2 separate regions of the Rattus norvegicus genome follow, and region 2 is linked to region 1. The links are chromatin contacts, called in public Hi-C maps. All regions are on one chromosome and are shown on one strand. The core of a region is the stretch at or near the end of the contact, and the rest is flanking DNA. Distances in the headings are between cores, read along the strand shown.

What was found. A called contact is a pair of places that touch in the nucleus more often than the background predicts.
Region 2: a Hi-C map of Schwann cells shows a contact between it and region 1, with 6 times the contacts expected there. The contact joins the promoter of Thoc2l here to the promoter of Zfp951 in region 1. A contact is called at or near these places in 7 of 12 Hi-C or Micro-C datasets (Schwann cells, frontal cortex, kidney and 3 more) and 1 of 1 datasets of contacts at active chromatin or transcription factors (oligodendrocytes).

What each region holds. Positions count from the first base shown.
Region 1 is chr14:5,351,574-5,355,638 of GRCr8, forward strand. Zfp951 (zinc finger protein 951) reads right to left here and starts at 1,885. Exons shown (of 4, transcript NM_001395603.1): 1 at 1,740-1,885. The coding sequence starts at 1,769.
Region 2 is chr14:5,537,921-5,541,985 of GRCr8, forward strand. It overlaps Thoc2l (THO complex subunit 2-like), which reads right to left and starts at 1,726. Exons shown (of 9, transcript NM_001379099.1): 1 at 1,509-1,726. Pkd2 (polycystin 2, transient receptor potential cation channel) reads right to left here. Exons shown (of 15, transcript NM_001191934.1): 15 at 3,901-4,065.

The sequences.
Region 1 (4,065 bases), core at 635-3,134:
CTATGAAGAGAGCGACAAGGATCCTGTGGTAGTGAATGAACACACTTCCTAGCTGTCTCAGAAACCTGATAGGGCTAAGTGAATCATTTTGTAACTCCCCAGCATTTATTAATTTACGCATGTGAATAGAAATTGTCCAGACTGGCGGGTATAAAACTTGGGGAGGTATTATTTAAGAAAATTTTGTTGATGTAGTTAAGTCAGCACAGAAATTTGAATCAGGGGATATTGGCTATAGCTGTGTATGTCAGGCTACAAATCACACTTAATGACAAGATCATATTTTATCTCATTGATGGCTTTTCCCCTAGCAGGGAATGGCCTGTCCTTCTTGAAAGTCACTTTAGCTATAAATTGTTCCAATATTATCTATCTTTTAAAGAACTGAGTTAGTAACACTTTTTAAATTTCATTTTTTTAGAGCATCACAGCTCTGGTCAACTGTCTATAATCCTCCAACGTCTGTGGAGAATTAAGTATGTTATTCCTTCGTCCTGCCAAGACTGGACCCCCTAGTGTAGGGGAATGCCAGGGCGGGGAGGCAGGAAGGGATGGGAGGTTGGGGAGGGGAACACCCTCACAGAAGGGGAAAAGGGAAGGTATAGGGGGTATGTGAACAGGAAACGTATAAACAGAATATTTGAAATGTAAATTAAAAATATCGAATGATAAAAAAGAATGTTGTTCCTTGTTCCTTTTTCCCAACTCTTTGATTACTTGTTTCTCTTTAGGGCAATTTCTTCTGTAGCTCAGGCTTGCCTCTTCCTTTGAACACCTAATTCTGCCTCCGCTGCCCAGTTCATGAGAGAGTCTTGACAAGCCTTCCAGGCTGAGCCCTGACTAGTCAGTAAGAAAAAGAGACAATGGAATGAATGTCTTCTCACCTCCCTGACTTTCTTAGGGAAAATATAAATAAAGAGGATTGCAGTATGAATTGATTTCACTGACAAACCTTGAAGCTGGTGTAACCACAAAGAAGGGAGAAGTAGGAAGGAAGGAACTATTTTGCTTTGACAGAAGTTTTCATTATCAGTCACTTCTGATGTAAGAAATGTTACATGATCAATATAAGGACAAACTAAAAATCTTTTTTTTACTGGGCATTTTTCCTATACATTTCAAATGTTTCTCCCTTTCCCACTTTCTGGTCTACAAAACCCCTATCTATCCCCCTCCCCCTTCTTCTAAAAGGGTGTTCCCCCTCCCCAATCACCCACTTCCTGCCTCCCCACCCTGACATTCCCCTACGCTGGTGGGTACAGCTTTGGCATGGGGTCCAGGTAACAACATTGCTTGACTCAGAAATAATTTTCTAAAAGGATAAACATGTGTCTGTTCAAAAATTATAAAATCGGGTTTTATTAGTTTGTTTTTAAAAAAACCTGAAATACTGGAAAAAAAAATCCTTTCAAACACCAAACGCATGACATTCCTTTTACAACCCAGACAAAATTAACTCCAAATGAACGCCAACCAAAATGTTAAATGGAATAGAATAACTTGTAAACTGTACTGGAGAAATTAAGACTGCCTGCCAGTGGTGTCCTGCCAATGGTGTCTCTATACACGAGCCCGTGCTCTAAGTGCTTGGTGGAGATTCAGCCCAGCCAATGAAATCTTTGAGATACCACTGCTAACTCCAGGCTAATAACAAGAGGGACCCCACACGTGGCTGCACCACCGTGCTTGCTTCCTCCCGCCCTTATCTACGACCCACTACAGCAGATCCCGCTCCTCACCTTTGTGAGCAGTGAGCATACACTGGCCATGTTGCAGCTTCAGACCTTGCCTAAATTCCCTCAGTACACAGCATGAGATTAAAGTACAGCACCGCAAATCGCTCTAACCACGCTCAAGAGCACGAACCCTGCAAAGGGATTCCCGGAAAAAACCTCCTCCTCTTCTGACTGACAAGTCCTCTTGGAGACCCTGATTGGCCAATACATCTGCCAGTCCCTGTCTGTGCTTCCGCTAGGCACTGCCTCTTGGAACACTAGAGCGGGGCGATCTATACTATGTTTTTTCTTGCCATTGCCTGGGCGATTCTGAACTTTAGGGAAATGCCAAGACCCAGTTTGAGGATGGAAAAGCAGTCCAAGAGGAGGGGTGAGGCTAGAGCACTTTTGGGTTCCTGGGTCAGGGACAAGGAAAGTGCCTCAGTGGTTCCGCGATTATTGTATATCAACGCACCACTGGGTGTCGCAGGAGAGCCAAGAACTGATTCACTTGTGCATGCCTTGGGCACTGAGGGAACAGGGAGTTCTGGCTCAGCTCAGCACAGATGGACCTTAGCTTGGCAGGGGCAGTCTGGAAGCACAGATAGGCCCTCGATGGGAGAGCTACGCTGAGGGTCTGTAGGCAAAGACCTTCTGCGTGGTACCAATGGCAGTGGTAGATGATTGACAGAGTCCATGGTTGTAAACTGTTTATTGACGGTTCCTGACAGAAAGTTCAAACCCTTTTCTCGGGGTCTGAACTGAGATAAAATAGCTTTTGCAGGAAGGAATGTCTGGGAATTCCAGCTTAACGGCTAGCCCTCAGGGCCTCTATTAGGATGAGGATCACTGTTCTGGGCCTACATGACCACAGGTCACATAGGTGGGAAGCATGCAAATGTTCCAGGCCAGGGGGCTAGTGGGCAGCAGGACGTCACGTAAGTCTCAGATGTGTGCCCACCTAGTCTCCTAAGTCTCAACCCACTCTACCATCCATGCTTCTGGGCCTGGTTTTATATCCCACATGCATCTTGAGTGTCATGAGCACCTCCATCAGCGTTAGGGTGTGCTGAAGCAACTCACCATAGTGGTTCCTGTTACGGGCTTTCATTCTAGGTGAACACCTTTTCCATATCTGCAAAGATATGGATTTTCATAGCAGTTTCCATAGCCAATTTCCAATAGCTTACATGTCTGACATCCCTGCCAGCCCTTGGGAGGTCTCACCACTCCAGCTCACCTCCGATTGGCTACCGGCTCCTCCCTTTTGTGGGCCATGACCTTGTGCTCACCAGGTCAGGACTTCTCTTCTGTCCTGTCCTTCCAGCACTGCACTCCGGAGATATTTCCCCTTACCCCTCCTACAATCAGGCATGTTCCTAAAGCTGCAGTGGAGGAAACAATCTGTCCCACAAGTCAAAGACGCCCAGAGTGTTGACAATTAAGGGAGACTTTAAGAAATGAGATTTTGGGTTCATGGCTAAATGCTTGTTTCAGGGATATTGCAGTTCCCTTTCACCTGGTAGGTGTGTGACAGCATTGGGAGAAAGACAGAAACAGAGGACAACCACTGTCGAGCTTTACTCATAGTCAGCACATTTTCATCAGCTGCAAGAAAACTAAACAAAACAAAAACACACGTGTAATAGTAAAACCCTCTAGGAGGACAGAACTGATATAATGGATCTCTCTACGTACGTCAAAGTTACATTTACTAGAGTGACTACTGTGGGTCAACTACGCCAAAATTAGCTATTTGTCAACAAGATGCTGAAGAATGGAGTAGCGGTTCAGTCCCTGTGGATGAATGTCTCAGTTGTTCCTCAGTGTATACCAGAATCCATATAGAAGAAAAACTTTACAAGTGTAAACAGTGTAACCAGTACTGCCAATCTTTGCACTCATCACAAAATCCATGCTGTAGAGAAACCTTAGGCATGAAAGAATGTGTGACCATCTTCACCACAATTCCCCTCATTGAAGACATGAGAAAATGCATGCAAGTGCGATGCTTGGAAAGAAACTAATAAATATGAAGGTTAATTAACTCTTCCGGGACTTACGAGAAAAAAATATCTCTTCAAACTGTATGAAGACTCTACAAACATTATGACCAAGTTTTTCTTTTTGAACTACCTGAAATGTCGAACCATGTAATCATAAACATGATATGAAGTTTTAACTAATTTTCTGCCAAACACTTCACTAAAGTGCTTATTGGAAAATAACGTGAGCATGCTGTACTGTTTCAGTTTCAACAATCAAAGTGTTGGCTACTTAACATGGAACAGAAGCTCCAAGATACTATGTCAATGTTAGATTGACACATAAGTGTTTACGCCAAGAAATG
Region 2 (4,065 bases), core at 476-2,975, 190 kb after region 1:
AGTGAATTTAAAAGCAAGCAAACAAACGTATGGGTGATTAGTTAGACTGTATAAAACAGTCATCTTGTACCTAACCCTGGCACCTTTCTAATAATTTCATTCTCCAGGAAAGGTCCAGAAGTTTCTTAACGAGTACACTTTACAGTATCAAATTAGGTATCTGTTCAATATAGCATGGAGTTGTCGAATCCGTAACTATTCAAGCTTCTTTACTGTGGTTTGGTTTAATGGTTTAGAACTATGCTAAGTGATGAGAACCCCCTGTACTCCATATAGTACTTGATACACACATGCATGCCTCTCCATACTGGCAGTGGTGGGAATTAAACTTGGCCTACATGGTTTATTTTCACAATACCAGAATGCTTTATCTGGCTAACTATCCTTTTCTCTATTTTGTGATGTGCTTTCTTTTAATTTCTTTTGTGTTTTCATTTACATTTATGCCAGCAGTTCTCAACCTTCCTAATACTGTGACCCTTTAATACAGTTCCTCATGTTGACCCAAACAAAAAATTATTTTTGGTGTGACTGCAACTTTGCCTCCTGTTATTAACTGAAATGGAAATATGGTTTCCCATAGTCTTGCTCTTTGGAACTACAAAGCTGGCTGATATCAAAATGACTGTTAAGTATGAAGAAGCTATCATCCCAATTTTAGCTTGAAATAAAGCATGTGAATACTTATATGAGTCTTTAAGACTAAAACGTCTTCTGAAAGGCATCCAAAAGAATAACTTCTGTCAAATATTTGGGCATATCATGGAGACGAGCCTTCAAGTTTCTTTAAAGCATACTGTAGTGTTTTTAGTACTCTATAAACAATCAACGTTCTTGTCCAAGCACCTTGTCTAAGTTTCTTGAACCGGGGGAAGAATTAACAATAATATCCAGTGACAATTTAACACAGTTGATAATATTCTGATTTTGGTTATAAATATCATCCTGAAAAATAATCTCCTACTGGCTCTAAATGTCTGAGGGTAGATTCTGCGGGCAAACGTAGGGATGGCAAAACACACTTCTAAAATCCTGGCACCCTGTCCTTTTTCTTAATCTAATCGTACCCCCTCTCCCGTCCCCAGCACTTCCACAGCTTCAGAATATTGCAGAGAACTACTTATTACAACCGGATGAGGTATACTGGAGCCATTCCTGGTAATGCTTTCAACTCTTCACCCCTTTCGCTCCAGATCCTGAGTTTACTGCACCTGAGACACAGTTAATCTCTTCGAAGCTCGCGGTCCAGAAACCACCTACTGCTGGCCAGGCGGGCGTTTTGTGTGCCCTGTGAAGCTCACGGGAGCCACCAAACGTCGGGCTGAGGAAGCGCCTCGTGACACCAGAGCTCATTAATAGCCTGTTCGCTTCGAGAATGCTCCGGAAAGACTCGGGGGTCCGCAGCTTTCCCCTACGTGTGTCAGCACAGCCCGGCACGCCGAGCCGCCGCCGAGCCGGACAGAGGCCGCAGTCCGCCCGCTCGCCCGGGGGCCGCCATGCCGACTCACCGCTCGCGTTCGGCCGGTGTCGCCGTCCGCGGCCGCGTCAGCTCGTGCCTCCCCACTCCAGCCACCGGAAACCGCTTCCTCACCGCAGCTCGGGAAGGGTTTCGCTGCTCCGCGCCCTCCTGACCCAACTCGACAGGGACACCAACGATACACGGCCAACTTCACAGAACAGTGGAAAACGGGTCGGGATCTCCTCGGCGCTCGGTTGACGTCACTGCCGAGGGACAGCAGCGGTGCGGCGTGTCCTCTGCGCATGCGCGGCCGCACTTTGACGGCAGGCTGAGTGGGGGAAACTGAGGCCTTGAGTCATGACTGCACTTTTGTTAGAAAATACCTTGCTTAGGTGATTGTGTGCACTCGCAGTTTCATTTGAAAGTGAATGCTAAATCCAAATAATTCTGCGAGCTTTCTGAAATGGCGTGGTTCAACTGGTGGAAGATCTGGTGTGTTATGGTAAAAGTCAGTTTACGGCAAGTATGTTGAGTCTCAAGACTACAAAACAAGCCATGAGCTAGGGAAAGATGACTAAAATACCTGCTCACTATAGACACTGCTGTCAAAATCTGTTCCCAACAAAACCCTTAAGGTTATTCATAAAACTTTTTTTTTTATGCATCTTACAGAAACTTGGAAATATTTAATGGTTATTGGACATACTGTGGGAACTGGGATAATGCTAGTTGTGGGCTTGCTCCCCACCCACTATGAAAAGAGGCTACAATTCTTTTGTATTTCTAGATTAAAATTCTTTTTAATGTAAACAGGCATCGGGGTTTCAAATACAGTAAGAATTGAACTCGCATTTTGACATTATCTCCAAAAACTGCCATTTCTGTTATCTTATTATGTGGTGTATGTATAAAATCATTGCTCATGAGTATATAAATAACCATCTTGTCATAAAGCAACAGAAATACATAAAATCAAGTGAGATGTGTGTGTATGCATATATGTATCTCAAAAACATGACTTACTGGGATTTTTTTTTGTCTCAATAGTAAGTTCTAGACAGATAAAGACCCACATTTTAAAAAATCTTATCATGACCAGAATCTAGTACATTGCCTTGCACATAACAGCAGGTACTGTATAAGTGGCTTGGTCACTTTCCGGGCATTTATTTCTATTTAGATGCCTTTCCCCAACATGAAAATAATTCATGAACAACGATGGGATGATGTTCATTTTTATTCCTCCAGCAACCATTTCATGCCTGCAGCCTGGTGAGAGCTACACTTACCTGCAAATTTCATGATGTCGTTTTCCTCACAGACGGGTATTATCCCTTTGTGAGCCTGCACCACATCTGCATTGCTGCCCATCGCTTGCAGGCGTTTAGGGTGTTCACGCTTAGCTGCTGTGAATAGAGCAGCAAATGGACATTGCTAGGCAAGCATCGGTAGGAGGGTGTCCTTTGGCCATATGTGCAGGAGTGGAGCTGAGTCATGGCAGATTAACGTTTAGCTTTGTGAGCAATATGGAACACACATGGTTTCCTGTATATGGTCCCCAGTTGGTAGAACTTTCGGGAGGATTAGGAGTTGTTACCGCACACTGGGGTGATCTTTGAGGTGTCCGAAGCACACACCATTCCCAGTTAGCTGTCTGCCATGTTTACCAACCAGACAGAAGCTCTGAGCTACTGCTTCACCGCCATGCCTACCTGCTTGATGCCATACACCTCGCCGCGATGGTCATGGGCGCATCCTCTGTAGGCACCAATAAACTCTTTATAAGTTGCCGGGGTTGTGTTATCTATGCTACCGTAGCAGTAGAAACGTAACTAAGATAAGGGCTACTTTCCCCTCCACTGTACAGGCGACTGACTCACGCTGTACACAGGAAACAGGCCCACTCGTTTTCTGCATTGTGTCTTGGGGAAATGGAAGTACATGGATGTGAACCATGCGTGATTATGCCTATTACATATCCTAGGAAAATGCCTTCCGGTGTATCCCTGTGGGGTGTGCCTACTGATTTTCAGCTCTCAGGGTTACAAGTTTGTCCTCACATTATTGGAGGGTAGAGTCAATGAGTGTGCACTTTGCACCATGTCTCAGAGTCTCAGTGTTCCAGCAGCCAACGACGTTAACAGTGCGCTACCACGCCCTTTACTAATGCTTCCCCCTTCCTGTCTTCCTCATTCCTGTTACCTACATGTCCCAACTGTCCCCCTGTCCTGGAGTCTTTGTCCCAGGTTATACTTCTGTAATGAGAAAAAAAGAAAAAAAGGACCATGTATGACAGGTTAACTGGGAGTCTAAAAATTTACATTTAGTGTAAAAAACATATAAATGTGTTACTTGTATCATTCCATGACACAGAAAGTAAGGTGCTTTTCCAGGGCTTATGGTATGATAAAAGGCAGCCTTCTTTTAGGGAAACAAAGGTGTATTTACACCACGGTAGCATGTCAAGTCTTTATTAAGTAATGTACACATTATTACAGTTAAGAAATTGTTGATTGTCAAAAGAACCTTGTATATGTAATAACTCCCCTCATATACAGAGGGGAGACTAATAGAAAAGTGATTGGGGATAAGCTTCACAGGACTGA